2 separate regions of the Mus musculus genome follow, and region 2 is linked to region 1. Evidence: chromatin contacts called from public Hi-C data. All regions are on one chromosome and are shown on one strand. Each heading gives the region's core, a stretch centred on a gene start, on an enhancer-like site or on the middle of the called end of the contact. The rest is flanking DNA. Distances are from core to core; before and after follow the strand shown.

What was found. A called contact is a pair of places that touch in the nucleus more often than the background predicts.
Region 2: a Hi-C map of CD8 T cells shows a contact between it and region 1, with 2.4 times the contacts expected there. The contact joins two enhancer-like sites. A contact is called at or near these places in 9 of 484 Hi-C or Micro-C datasets (CD8 T cells, DN3 thymocytes, bone marrow-derived DN3 thymocytes and 4 more), 5 of 115 datasets of contacts at active chromatin or transcription factors (CD4 single positive thymocytes, CD8 T cells, embryonic stem cells and 2 more) and 3 of 9 other capture datasets (adipose tissue, liver and pancreatic islet).

The regions. Positions count from the first base shown.
Region 1 is chr7:90,341,568-90,348,469 of GRCm38.p6, forward strand. It overlaps Sytl2 (synaptotagmin-like 2), which reads left to right. Exons shown (of 20, transcript NM_001368878.1): 2 at 6,860-6,902. Among named protein-coding and RNA genes, the nearest start is that of Sytl2, 43 kb to the left of the region's middle. Within about 2 kb of position 3,559, at least 37 of the 459 cell types and tissues checked have an H3K27ac peak or open chromatin away from gene starts, as enhancers often do. A contact at or near this core is called in CD8 T cells and DN3 thymocytes, where this site is marked.
Region 2 is chr7:90,277,957-90,284,858 of GRCm38.p6, forward strand. No RefSeq gene overlaps it. Among named protein-coding and RNA genes, the nearest start is that of Ccdc83, 16 kb to the left of the region's middle. Within about 2 kb of position 2,410, at least 33 of the 459 cell types and tissues checked have an H3K27ac peak or open chromatin away from gene starts, as enhancers often do. A contact at or near this core is called in CD8 T cells and DN3 thymocytes, where this site is marked.

The sequences.
Region 1 (6,902 bases), core at 2,309-4,808:
CAGTGTGCAGGTTTCAGGCATGCTGTGAAACGCAGCACATCTCATCTAGTTATCTGCATTTCCACTGAAACAGGATCCGCCCTGTAAGACATTTTCTTTGAGAGTTCTGGCTCTGATGTCAGGCAGCTGTGCCACCTGAAGCACTCGGCTAACTTTTCCTCTTTGTCTTCGTTTTCTCGTCTGAACAAAGGACCAGTGAGGCTTCTCTGATGCAGCTGTTACTGTGGGTGTGGGATGTGAGCTCACTCTCACCACAGCTGACAAACAACTGGTATAGAAAGGAATCTGTTCAACTCTTGATAATTGTGGAACTCTTTAGCCAGTCACCGGCCATTTCTGACCTACTGGGAATCTTCTATAGCGACCCCAGACACGGTCAGGCAGAACAGCACCGTGGGTGGGGACAGCTTAGAAAATGCACACTTCTGCACATCAATACCTGCTGTTGAGCTGGATGCTCTGAGCGTGATCCCTGGGACCCACATGCTGGAAGGAGAGACCTGACTCTCACAGGTTGTCTTCTGATCTCCACGTGTGTGCCTCGGAGTGCTCATGTTCGTCCACATGCATGCACACCACGCTGTTTAAAAATATAAACTCTATCATCTTCGAACTGAACTAGGAGTACTGGGAGGTACAGCAGGAGCTGAATCTAATAGTCACACTGAGGCTCGAGAACTAGAGCACCAACGGTATAAACTGCTCACTGAAAAGATCTCCAAATAAAAGCCAAACAAGTACCCAACCCAGCAGGTACACAGACGTCAACATAGAAACGAGTCCTGCAACTCCTCTAAAAGATCATTGCTCCTTCACAATAAATTTAAAAATATAAAAGTGGGTAAGACTCCAGATAAGGAACCTAGAAGTTTACACATGAAAACAGCCCAGAGGTTGCAAACAGTATAATGAAGCCAATCCAGAGCCTGCAGAAGAAAGCTGGAGAGAAAGGCAGCAACATGAATGCAAATGGGACAGTGGAATGTACGTGGTTCTGGAGGGCAGGGAGAAAGGAAGCCTATAGGTAGAATTGACAAGTTAGTTCCACCCTGGTGTAAGTGTTGGCCTTCATGCGTGCACATGGGTGTGGTGTAGAGTATTTAGGGGAGGCCTTTCTGCTGGGAGAGAGACAGGCAGATTCTGATTCTGTTCACCCCACCGTCAGCTTTCCCTGCAGTACCTGTGGGTTGTTCCGTTCATCCTTCAATGCCACTGTGATTTAGGAAGGGTATGAGGTCGTTAGCTTTGCATGATGGGGTGTGTAAGTGCTACTAGCAGGGATGAGGGGCGCATTGACCTGAGCTCTTCTGATTTTATTTTTATTATACTTTTGGTCAAGCACCATTCTCTCTAACTAAGACATGTTTGTGTTTGTCCTTCTTCTATTGCCCAGTGGGGGTTTCCCTTCTTTTGAGTTTTCTTCCTTAAAGTCATGGGACTGTCAGAACAATTTGCTTTTGTTCTGAAAAAAAAAAAAAAAAAAAAAAAACCTCATCATGTGAGAGCCACTGCTGACCTGCGTTTCCCTCCTCTCTCTCGGGGATCAAGGCCTGGTCTGACATACCAACCGCTTTGCAGGAAAGCCGAGGATGGCGCCTGATTCCCTTCTACTGGCAGAGCATCCTGGGAAAGAGATTCTTTAAGTACCCAAGGTTTTAACCCGAGGGTTGGTCAGCAAGATGATGGACTGAGGTTGCGTCTGTAAATCCAGCCTTCCTCTTTGCTATTAGCAGAAGCAGGTGTTACTTATGGTCTTCGATTCACTCTTCAATTTAATATCTGGACAACTGACAGGAGGAGCACTCACTCTTACAGATGAGCCATGGCAGGGATGACAGGCAGGAAATGCCAACCAAGCAGTCCCTGTTCAAAGCTCTCCAGTTTCCCATCTGGGTTGCTGTTCCTGGGGCTTCACAGGTGCTCTAGTTATTTTTTGCTGCTCAGAACAAAGGAACTTGGGGAAGAAAAGTTTTGTTTGGCTAACATGTCCTGATCACAGTTCATCATTGAGGGAAGTCAGAACAGGAACTAGAACAGGGCAAGCACCTGGAGGCAGGAGCTGATGCAGAGGCTATGGAGGGGTGCTGCTTACTTGCTTGATCCACCTTGGGTTGCTCGGCCTGCTGTCTTATAGAACCCACAGAATGTGTGGGCGGGTGGGGGAGGGGTTATGGGACATGGCCATAGCGGGCTCAGCCTTCCCACATTAATACTTCCCGGAGACATACCCACAGGCCAATCTCATGGAGGCAAGTTCTCTATTGAGGTTCCTCCTGCCTAGGTGACTCTATTTTGTGTCAAGTTTACAAAACCAACCATCAGATTGTGTGTCACCTGTAGTGTCCTATACAGAGCTTTCTAATATCTCACTCTGGAAAACAAAGCTCAGTTCTCGTGAAGTAGAAGCCCCACCAACCTGGGTTTCTTTATTTCCTACAAATACTTGATATTTTTCATTCCAATGTGAGTGGCAGGTGACCTGGGCCCAAAGTTCTCAGAACCCAAACCTTACCTAGAAATAGGCGGGTGGCGAATGAACAGGGCTGAGTTTGAGATGGATTGTAATAGTCGGAGTCAGGGGCTAATAGAGCACACCAGAGGGACTCCAACCTGACCTAGAGTAGTTAGAGAAGGCATGGAGCACAGTAAGCAGCAGTTAAGTCAGGGCCTGGAAGGAAAGGATATAGCAAAGACCCAATGACAAGAGGAGCTAGAAGTGTTCAGCCTGGGGCTATGAAGGGAAAGACTTTGGGGAAGAAGTAGGTGTGAGTTCCCAGACCATCATAAGGACTTTAAGCTTCACCTATTGGATCGTGGAACAGGATGGCAAAGTGTTTCCAGCCTGGTGTATGGATTGGTGGGAGCTGAGTTGTGGAACAATCACTTGGCAGCACGTAGAACATGGGTGGGAGGCTGGACACGAGGATGCTTCCACTCACCACTGGGATGCTTCTATGAATCAGTGATTTCCTATGAACACAGGAATATTCTTCTCACTTCCCTTCACTTAGAGATTACTATCTCCCTCCTTACAGAGCCATGTTCCTCAGAGGACGCCACACCTTACAGCCACAGCCAGTGGTCCCTTTATGCTTAAGGAGAGAATGATGGTCCACCAACAGCAAGCTTTATTTTGCCACCTTGTTTTGAGGAGTCCATGTGGAAATGGCACTGAAGAAGATGCCAGTGACAGGGTGATCTATTCTGTCAAAACAATTGGCAAATGTCAGTCTCACTTGATGGCAAAAGCCTTCTTTGGGCTCAGTCCCTTTGTTTGTAAGAACAAAGGATCTACCTCAGCATCATTCTGTGGGGAAGCAGAAGAAGTAGCAGGCACAGTGGAAGTAGCCATGAAACACCGACTTCCTTCTCCTGTTACCTGCCCCTCCTTACTGCTGTTTCATCTCAGATTGAGAGCAAGACCCTTCCAGTCCTTACAATAACCAATGCAGTGTGGACCACTTCCTCCCTGGCCCGCTCTTCCTGTTATCCTAGCTTACTCTGTGGTGACTGGCCCTAGCCAATTTGTGGGTTTCACTCCCATCTCGGGGTGCTTTGATATCTGCATAGTATATCTCTTCATCTTTCTCAGTTCCTGTTCAAATGTCATGTCAGTGAGGCCTACCTCAACCAACTCCTCTTATCTCACAGGATGATTCAACTTTCTGTCCAGCCTTCTCTTTCACAGCTCTGTCACCTGGAGATATTACAGTCTAATTATTTAGACTTTAGAAATTTTACAGAACTATTTGTATGGTTTACTGCAACCCCGACTCTTGCCGGTTACATGTAACTACACAGTCAGGAAGTTTTCCTTCCCTTCCTCCTTGCTGCCTTGCTAGTGTGCACAAGAGTGCTGGGCTCTCAACTGGTTGGCTGAGGGAATGAATCAATCGCTTAGCTCCTAGCTAACTGCTGTCTGAAATAGTGGGAGCAGGCATGTGGTACTGAGGAGTCTCAACTGCCCTCCAGTCAGCCTCACACAATCAGACTGGATAGCGATTCCTGACTATTCACCTCGAAGGAGAGGAGAGTTCCAGTCCTGCACTGCATTTGGGAAATGAGAAAATCCCCCTCTACCTTGTTAACAGCCTTTCTTAAGAGGTACCTTTGTTTGAGTCCTTAGACATCAGGACATGCCACTGGTTAGCATGCATTTTTCCCCCCCTTGGATGTGTGGAAACCAACATTTCTACCTGTGGCAGATCTTCTCATTTCTACTGTGAGACTATCAAATTTGTTTTTCTCATCCTGTCCCAACTCCTGAAACATAGAAGCAACCTCTTTCTGAACCAAATGGCAATACAAGGAAGGCCTCACTGAGACAGTGGTCAGTATGGGACCTAAGTCCAACCTTTGGGATCTGACAAGGTTGCTGTGTGTAAAAGAAGGGAAGAACTGAGAAGACTGTGTCTTGATGACAGTGTGTGTTGAAACTGGTTGGCTGGCTGATTGACTCATTTACTATATTTATTCCTATTCAGAGACACATAGTAAAATAGGGGCCTGAGAGCAATTATAATAGTTGATTATTCTCTCTCTCTCTCCTCTCTCTCTCTCAATAACATATAACATTCACTATTGCAATTGTATGTGGGTAAAAGGCATAGATTTCCACATTTATTGATGAAATATACATTCGCACGCACATACACATTTGGATGAAGAAGAGGCTTTTGAATAAGCTAGGCTTCTGCTGCAAATATGAAACTTTAGTGGCTTCTAACAATAAATGTTTGTTTCTTTCTGCCATAGCTGTGGGTCAGCCAAAATGACCCTGTTTCAGGTGGGTCAGGTTCAAGTCTGTTACAAGAAGGACATGAAACATTAGGAGCGAGAATTTAATGTATTAATGGTCTTACCTCTGCCTATGAAAGTTAGCCTCATGGAGATGGTAACTCTGATCTGCTTTGAAGGATGAACAGTTTCTAAGGCAGAAAGGCAGGCTATAGCTGTCTTAGTTAGGGTTTTACTGCTGTGAACAGACACCATGACCAAGGCAAGTCTTATAAAAAACATTTAATTGGGGCTGGCTTACAGGTTCAGAGGTTCAGTCCATTATCATAAAGGTGGGGGCATGGCAGTATCCAGGCAGGAATGGTGCAGGAGGAGCTGAGAGTTCTGTGTCTTCATCCAAAGGCTGCTAGTGGAAGACTGACTTCCAGGCAACTAGGGTGAAGATCTTATACCCACACCCACAGTGACACACCCATTCCAACCAGGTCACACCTATTCCAACAAGGCCACACCTTCAGATGGTGCCACTCCCTGGTCCAAGGATATACAAACCATCACAATAGCATATGCATATACATGAAAAATTTAAAAGAGGACATTTGACATAATGTATTCAAATACATTTGTATATGTGTCTGTATATACATGCGTGTATATGTGTGTATGTGTATATATATATGTGTATATGTGTGTGTGTGTGTGTGTGTGTGTGTGTGTGTGATCTATCTCTGTCTCTCTTCCACAAAAAAAAAACAAGAAAAAAAAGTGAAAGTCAAAACAAACTAATAAAAGAAATCATTAAAAACAAAAACAAAACAAGAACAAAAAAAGTGCACCAAAAAAAGTTGGAATCCCTTTTGATCAAGCAGTCTTTCTGTTGTTGTTTTGTTTTGTATTTTAATTTGGTAATTTGAGACAGGGTTTCTCTGTGTAGACCTGGCTGACCTGGAACTCACTCTGTAGACGGGGGTGGGGTGGGGGGTGGTTCTTTGAATTTTGAGATCCACCTGCCTCTACCTCTGCCTTCCAAGCTCTGGGATTAAAGTCAGGTGCTGCCACCACCGCCACCAGCACAATCTTACTTAGAAGCAAAAGAACGGACTCAAAGGGAGCAAGAATGTGTTTTCACTGGCTAGTCTTGGTACAGGATGCAAGAAGGATTCTTTTTATATTCGATGCTTTACTTGATTATAGTCTGCAAAGGACACCCTAATGTTGAGTATAAAGGAGCAGATAAAACCTCTGGTAGACTAACTCAGTTAATGGCTTACAGCTAGCAGGCTAATGGTAGCTGTGCAGTAGTTCTGTTTTGCAAGGTATCTATGCATAACCTTTACTCACTTGTGTACACACTGTCTTTTCTTCTTAAATGAGTCTGCTTTAAGAATTACTAAAGCCTACGGCTTTGAGCGTCTAGATTTGTCAAAAGACCTCTAGCCGAGAGTAAGTCGTCTCTAAAATCTTGCCTCATGGCATTCTTCAGATTTCCTCCTCTTATTTTACCCATCTTTAGAATTCCTCAAGGCAAATAGGATTCTTACCTATCACGTGATTCAAAAGGGCTGACCTGGGATGATGGGATGTTTTGAAACTCTCTTTCTTCCTTTCCCCCAGTTTATATGTACATATCAATAAGTGTTCAGAAATGAAGAAAGACATGCTTGGCAGGTTCCTCCAGGCCCAGTGAAGGTTAGCGGTGCAGCCTAAAGAGCAGGAACTACAGTCCTATTCTAGTTCTGCCCTTGGTGAGTTCTGCTGCATTGCAGAATACAGAGTCACACCAGTGGAATGCTTCAAATCTTTAATTCCCATTTCTTTCCCACAATTCTTTGACGCCCTCAGTCTCACCGCCCTGGTCCTGCTGAATTCCAGCATCATTTTTTAGGCCAGGAATTTCTAGAGCAAGAACCCCCACTGCTCAGGTAGGTTGCTAAACATTGGCAGGCATCTTTGTGTGCTCCATCTCTGTGGTCTAGAATTGGAGAGAAGCATGTTTCTGACACATTGACCTTGAGCTCAGGAAGCTGGCAGAACTGGTTTTCTCAGTGCAAAACCCTCACTGAAAAATGTACCACTAAAATTCTTCGCATTGACTGGAGTTTGTTGTCTCATGATCCTCCAGGTTAAGGATGCAGCAAGGAGGCTGTTGCTCAAGATGGTGATGA
Region 2 (6,902 bases), core at 1,160-3,659, 65 kb before region 1:
CAGTGCCTGGAAAAACCATGACTTCATCTCCCTGGCTCCACCTGTGAGCTTGCCTAATCTCTTCAGGCTTCCGTGACACAGGTGAGATGCTCACTCCCACACTGGGAGGCAGCCTATGAAAGCTGCTCCCAGCACAGCATCAGCACAGTATTAAAAGAATTAGGACATATTCATAGCTCTACCTCACATCTGGGGAATGAGGCAGAGGCAATTACAACTCTCATCTTTTCAGCACTGTATTCATTTGCAGACAGAAACATAAATAGGTATTTTTTTTAGGAATATGCCTCCCATATTAGCAAACCCAGTCTTGTGCACTATGTTTTGAAACCAGAGGAAACGGGAGTTTGTGGTCTGTTCCTTCCACCTCATGTGGATTTCAGTATACTGTTTACTTTTTACGCAGCATCCTAGCTGAGAAGACCATGGCCAATGAGCCATACTATATGCTATTCCAGTGAAATGAGATGCCCAGGAAAGGCAAATCCATGTAGACTTCTGCTGTGGGGCCTCCGTCAGGGCAACCGCATGGAGAGAGGCTGTCCAGGTGAACATAGAGAATCTAAGAGCCACTGAATGGTACAGAAGAGCAAATGCTTTTGGGTCCTGATGTTGAAAGGTCCTTCTTTGGCTCAGCTCATCTATTAGTGAGGATGGCCTTTGTTGTCAAGCAGCTATGTTGAGGAAATGCCCCCCCCCACACTCCCACCCCCGTATTGGCATGGCCAACAGTCCAAAGGATATAGTTCACCTTCATTCATAAAATGAATCCATTAGGGGTTCCTTACAGAAAGGTGGATGACTCTTGGCTGGCTGAGTTTCCCCAAAATTGCTGCTCACCCTGCCCCCACTCCCTAAGCCCCCATTTTAATATATCTCCAAGTCACAGAGGCCATGATGTAAATTTGAGTCTGGATTGCTCCCCAGTGTTAAATAAATGGTAGCTACAGACAGAGGTGGTATAAGCTACAGGCAAAACCAGACTCTGGGAAAGATGGGCACACTCCATCCTTGCCCTGAGCTAGGATTCTGCTGGCCTTGCCAAACCTGGGAGGCGTGGGTTATTTTTTATTGCATGTGCTAGAAAACAGCTAAATAGTAGTTTGCTGCAAGTCGGGGTGACTCTGGCTAAGACGGGGAGCAAAGGCAGTATTAGCCAGCCTTCATCTTTACTGCCCCTTCCTTAAGACAGATCCTCGTCTTCTGACTTGATTGAAGATCTGACTGCATGTCCCATCTAGCTTTCTTGACCCCAGTTCTTTCTCTGCATTGTGCCAGAGACTCCATCCCTTGTTTATAATCTCTGTGGCTTCCCACAGGGCCAGGAGCAAAGAGTTCCGGATGTGACTGGTAAGGCTCTTGGCCATCTTGCTTACGCAGTCATGAAAGTCACCCTGGCCCATGCTGCGGTTAACAACTGGCATCCTCTAGATGGGCATCCTAAGTTGGGGTCTGTGTGTGAGTAGCTTTATTGGGAGGTACTCTCCAAAAGTTAGGAGAATGGGGAAACAAGAAAGGTAGAGATGGCAGAGTTTGTTGATGAACAAGTTCTCTAGAGACTGGATAAAAAGGGGTTGGTTTTGATAGGACTCTGGGACATAGCTCAGTAGGCTGGGTAGTTAGGTCACACTCACCATGTGCTGGAGACTGCTCCCGAGGGTGCTGACTGTGAGATGCTTAGAGCGTGCAGAGGCCAACTATGCCCTTGTACCTCGTGGGCCAGGGAGGTCTGTAACCAGCACTGCCAGAAGTGGTTGCTAGAAGAAGCCCTTAGCTTGCATGGTGAATTCAAAGAAAAATATGTGTGTGGGAGGGCGGGGGTTGGGGGATGAGGGAGCCCACCACAACGCTCAGAACCGGCTTCTCCCTTCTGTAGTGTTCCTGGTCTTATGACAGCTGTGTGTAAAATTACTCATTTTTGGTTAGTATATTAAAATAATGGGTTTCATTGTGACATTTTGTATTCACACACACACACACACACACACACACACACAGAGATTATATACATATACACTGCCCCTGCTCATGTAGACCTGGCTCCCCTGGAACTCGCCCTATAGACCAGGTTGGCCTCGAACTCACAGAGATCTCCCTGCTTCTGCCTCCTGAGTGCTGGGATTAAAGCTGTGTGCCACAACCATCTGGCCTAAACTGGAACTCTGTATCCTTCTACCTCTACCTCCAGGTGCTGAGATTACAGACGAATCAGAGTGTGCCGGCGTGTCTGGCACTGCCTACTGGTCCCTCAATGTCTGGTGCCACTATTAACTCAAATCAAGCCAGAAGTAGACTGCCAAAGACCCCCTCATGCCTGAATGACCCCAAATGTCCTTGGAGCACAGTTGCTGAGCAGCCCACTGCATCTTGAGTATCATTGGACAACCCGGCCGGCATGATATGTCTGGAAATGAACCCTGAGTTATACCGTGAGCATCGGGCTGGCAGCCACTGAGCTGCGGAAGTGATCAGAGCATGGCCCGGTGGCTTGAAAGAGGTGCTGAGCAGTTTGAGAGTGCCCAGAGCAGGAAGGGTAGGGACCGTGACAACAGAGGAGAGTTGATAAAAGGAGCCAGGAAAGGGAACATGAAAAATCCCACAGGCCTGTCCAGTCTTCTAGGCACAAGGTCTTAAGACCCTGGGCTGAGATTTTGTAACACTGGCCACTGCTAAGGGCTAAGGAGATAACCAAAGCCCCCACAGAGACTAACAGTAGAGGGCGCCACTTCCTACTACTCCCCCAGCTCAGCTACTGCTCTCTGCTGTCATATCCCGAGGGCGACAAAGGCTCCTGGAGACAAGCAGTTGAAGTCTGTTGCATACAGGTGATTTCCATCAACTAGAACGAAACAAAATCAAAAACCTTCCAACTAGCCAGGTAGCCTGTGCTACTGAAAGTAGGCAAGGAAGGCCACACAAGGGTAAGTTCTTTGGGTCTAAAGTACGGTAATAGAGGGGACAGCACAGGGGGAGAGCTGACTGAGGGAGACTGGGCAGCCTCTTTAGTAATTTTGTATTTTTCTGCAAGCCTAAGAGCAATCACCACGTTGTGCTTGAGTTCGAGAAAACGATCTATAAAGGCAAGCAGGCTCAGCCAGTGCCGTTAGAGAGGCTTTCAGCTGTCTGGCTGTATAACCAAGAACAGGTGGGGCGGATGAGGCTGGTGTCAGAGAGATTAGCCTCCTTCTGTGAGCACCAGGGCTTTCTCAGCCCAAAGCAAGACCAAGAAAGACCAATGAGGAAAGATTGGGTTTGGGGTGAGGACTGGAGGCTGGGAGGCAAGACGGGAGGAAAGAGTGCAGAGCCAACGTGGCTAACAAACTTCTGGCCTGTGTGTGACAGTTTTGATATGGAGTCACTAGACTGGTCAGGGGCAGGACCCACTAAACTAACCAGTCTAGTGGGCAGGAGCCACGTTAGTGAGTGGATTATAAAATGTTTATGTCCTTTTTTTTCTTTTGAGACAGGGATATCTCTACATAGCCCAGACTGTCCTGGAATTCATGGTTTTTTACATGTGTCAAAATTCATGATTATTATATGTGTGAAGAAATCTTCACCATGTATCTTCCAAAGGAAATAGTTGTGTATGGCACATAGAACATTTATATCCCCAAACAGTACCTTCCTTCCTACCACCCTACGTCCACCTTTCTTCACAAATTCTGTCCCACTGACTGACCGCATTTGAGAAGAAATGCTCGATTACTTTTCATTTGCATAACTCCCCTCTCCAGGTGGTTGTTAGAAGTTGGCAGGCTTCCATAAGTATGGGGCCATGACCTCTAAGGCTTAAACCAATACTTCCCAACCAGAGTGACTTTTGTCTCCTAGTGCCCATGTGGCAATATCTATAGATGTTGAACACTGTCATGACTGAGCAGGGGGAAGCGGGCATTCTCATAAATATCCCACAATGCACAGGGCAGTTTTCCACAGCAGCTGCTCTGAGGTTAAGCCCCTGGTTTAGACAGACCAGTTACACAAGAGCCCCGATTGTTATGAGCTAGCAGAGAATGAAGGGGAAAAACTGTTGCATGTCATTTACCCGATCCACACCTGGTCCTACAAACCGCCAGAGGTTTGCTCTGAGGGAGGGTTAGCCATTGGAATGTGTCCCACCAACGTGGAATAGTGGGCTTGGAACGACTTCGGTGAGGCCCTTGCATCATCAGAATTTAATGTGATTGCAAGCAGTGTCAAGAGACATATGATTTACCTGCTCTTCCATCTTTTTTTTTTTTAAAAGGCTGTCCTAAGGATGATGTGAGAAGTGTATTGGTGTGCTAGTATTACCACAGTTAAACAATAGAATTGTAAGGTTCTCCCAGTGCCGGAGGCTGGGAGTCCAGATCTGCGTACACTCAAGGTCATGCTTGCTGAGGGCTCTTTTCCTGACTTGTGCATGACTGGCTTCTCCCTGTGTCCGTATTCATGACCCTCCTTCTATGCAAGCAGGGGAGAGAGGGCCTACACGCAAGTCACATGTAGACAGGGGTGGGGCACACAGGACTAGTGCAAATAATTATGGGATATAATGATGACTAACTTTGGTGCCTGTTTTTATTAAATGGAAAGAGAGAAAAATTAAGTTTGTTGAATACTTGAGAAGACCATTTCTAATTTACTACCTACCATACAGCAAGGAGAAAACAGGAAAAAAACAGAGTATAAACAATTTTTACAATAGTGAATCTGTGGAGTGGCTAGAGAGAAGTCATTTCTGGGAGTTAAAGTGCCGGTGTCTTTGTATTTACGTCTGTCAGCTAAGAATATATTACACAGCACTTCTGAAGGGTCTAAAGTCACCATAACACATTGGAGGCAACGATTTTTTTTTAAAGGTAAAACTAGATTTGCTTTAAATCTAATATGTAATATGTATTATATGTGTTATATTTACTACCTGGAAATGTTTTCTTTTTTTTCTGAAGCGTTGTTTGTGTTTTATGTGGTTTTCCTGCATGTAAGTATGTGCATGTACACAGTGCCCTTGGGTGTTGTAAGAGGGAGTCTGATCCCCTGGGAAGGGAGTTACAGACAGCTGTGAGCTGCCCTGTGGTTTCAGGGAATCAAGCCCAGTCCTCTGCAAGGGCAGCCAGTGCTCTGATCACTGAAACATCTCTCTCTCTCTCTGTCTCTTTCTCTCTGTCTCTCTCTCTGTCTCTCTCTCTCTCTCTCTCTGTCTCTCTCTCTGTCTCTCTCTGTCTCTCTCTGTCTCTCTCTGTCTCTCTCTCTGTCTCTCTCTCTCTGTCTCTCTCTCTGTCTCTCTCTGTCTCTCTCTCTCTGTCTCTCTCTGTCTCTCTCTCTCTGTCTCTCTCTGTGTCTCTCTCTGTGTCTCTCTCTGTCTCTGTCTCTCTCTGTGTCTCTCTCTGTCTCTGTCTCTCTCTGTCTCTGTCTCTCTCTCCAGCTCCTATACATGTTCCCCTTTCCCTTTAAAAATTGCAAGTATTTAGAGGATATTTATCAAGGTCATGGTGCATGTGTACCCTAAGAATCTTGGTGTGCTAGAGACTTATTTGTTTTTTGTCTTTTAAAAATACAGTATTTTTATTCATTCTCTGAGAACATATATGCCTTCAATATATTTTGGTAATATCTCCTCCCCCCTCAGTATTTCCTTTAATTCCTCCTAGGACCACCCTAAAAACTTACCAGTAAAGGGCCTGGGATAAAATGTTGGAAGAAGACATTACATGTGTCAGAACCCATGTTAACAGTTGATTACCATTTTTTCCTAATACATCATTATCCTCATTACAATTCACGTATCTCATAGTCCCATAACCTAATTATACATGCTAATACAGAATATATATGAGAGTCCCAGGCTGAGGTAGGGAGAACCTCTGCTCTCCACTCCAGGCAACTGAAGTTCTTTGAGAAAGCCAGAAAAGGTAGGGTTTCAGGGCAGGGGAGAATAGGACCAAGTTGAAATTCTATGTTAAGTAAAGGCTTTGGGACAGGGCAGGGAAAGGGTCGGGGGTTGGAGTGTAGAGTCTGTGTGTGGCCCCTTCCCTGAACAGGTCATTTGTTGCTATGCACTCTTGCAGGAGCAAGGTTGTCCTGCCTCTGTGTAGTCCCTTGTAGAGTTGGGGCACAGGTGTTGGTCCCCCTTGAGTATCATCCCTCGTGGGATGGCTATAGTGCCTACTCAACCTTCGTAGTTCCTTTCATCAACATGAGTTATAGGCTTGCATCTATGCCTGCCCTTGCATAGGTGGCCAGGTACCAGGCCTGTCTCTGTGATGTCTACTCCAGAGAGTGGCTCAGACCAGATTTCTATGTCACAGAACACTGTGCGTTCTGATCCAAAGTTTCTTGCCTACTCAGAGGCATTCTGTGGGCCAGATCTCAGAGTGGTCCAGTGATATCTGCTCTGGGTTCTCTCAGTAAACCAGGCAGACCAGGACCTCTGCTTCTGAGCTGAGTCCTCGACTAGCCTGCTTTCCAAAATTCCCTTTCTCTCTTTGTAACTGAGACCACTGTTTTTCTGCTAATACCCATTTCTGAGATGGCAGTTGTCCAGCTGTTGTTTGCTCCCTAGAGATCCTAGCAGTTTGTGCCTGGCTGTCACCTGCCACCTTTTTTTTCTCCCGTTTTTGTTTGTTTTATGATGTTTTTGAAAAAAAAAAAAAACTAAGCCACCAAAAACTCTCCAGAGTGATACATGAATTGTTTTTGTATTTTGGATAAGATTTGACTCCGTTTTTAAAACAAAAATACCGAAAGTATCGATTTTCCCTTAATTGGCTTCTGTTTGAGGACTTATTTCTTAGCTCTTTTCCTTCCCCCTCGGAATTTTGAGGACTTATTTCTTAGTTTTTTTCCTTCCCTCTTGGAGTTTTGCACACTGGCGTGACAAATGTGTGACAAATGGCCGTCACTGCTGAAAACTCCAC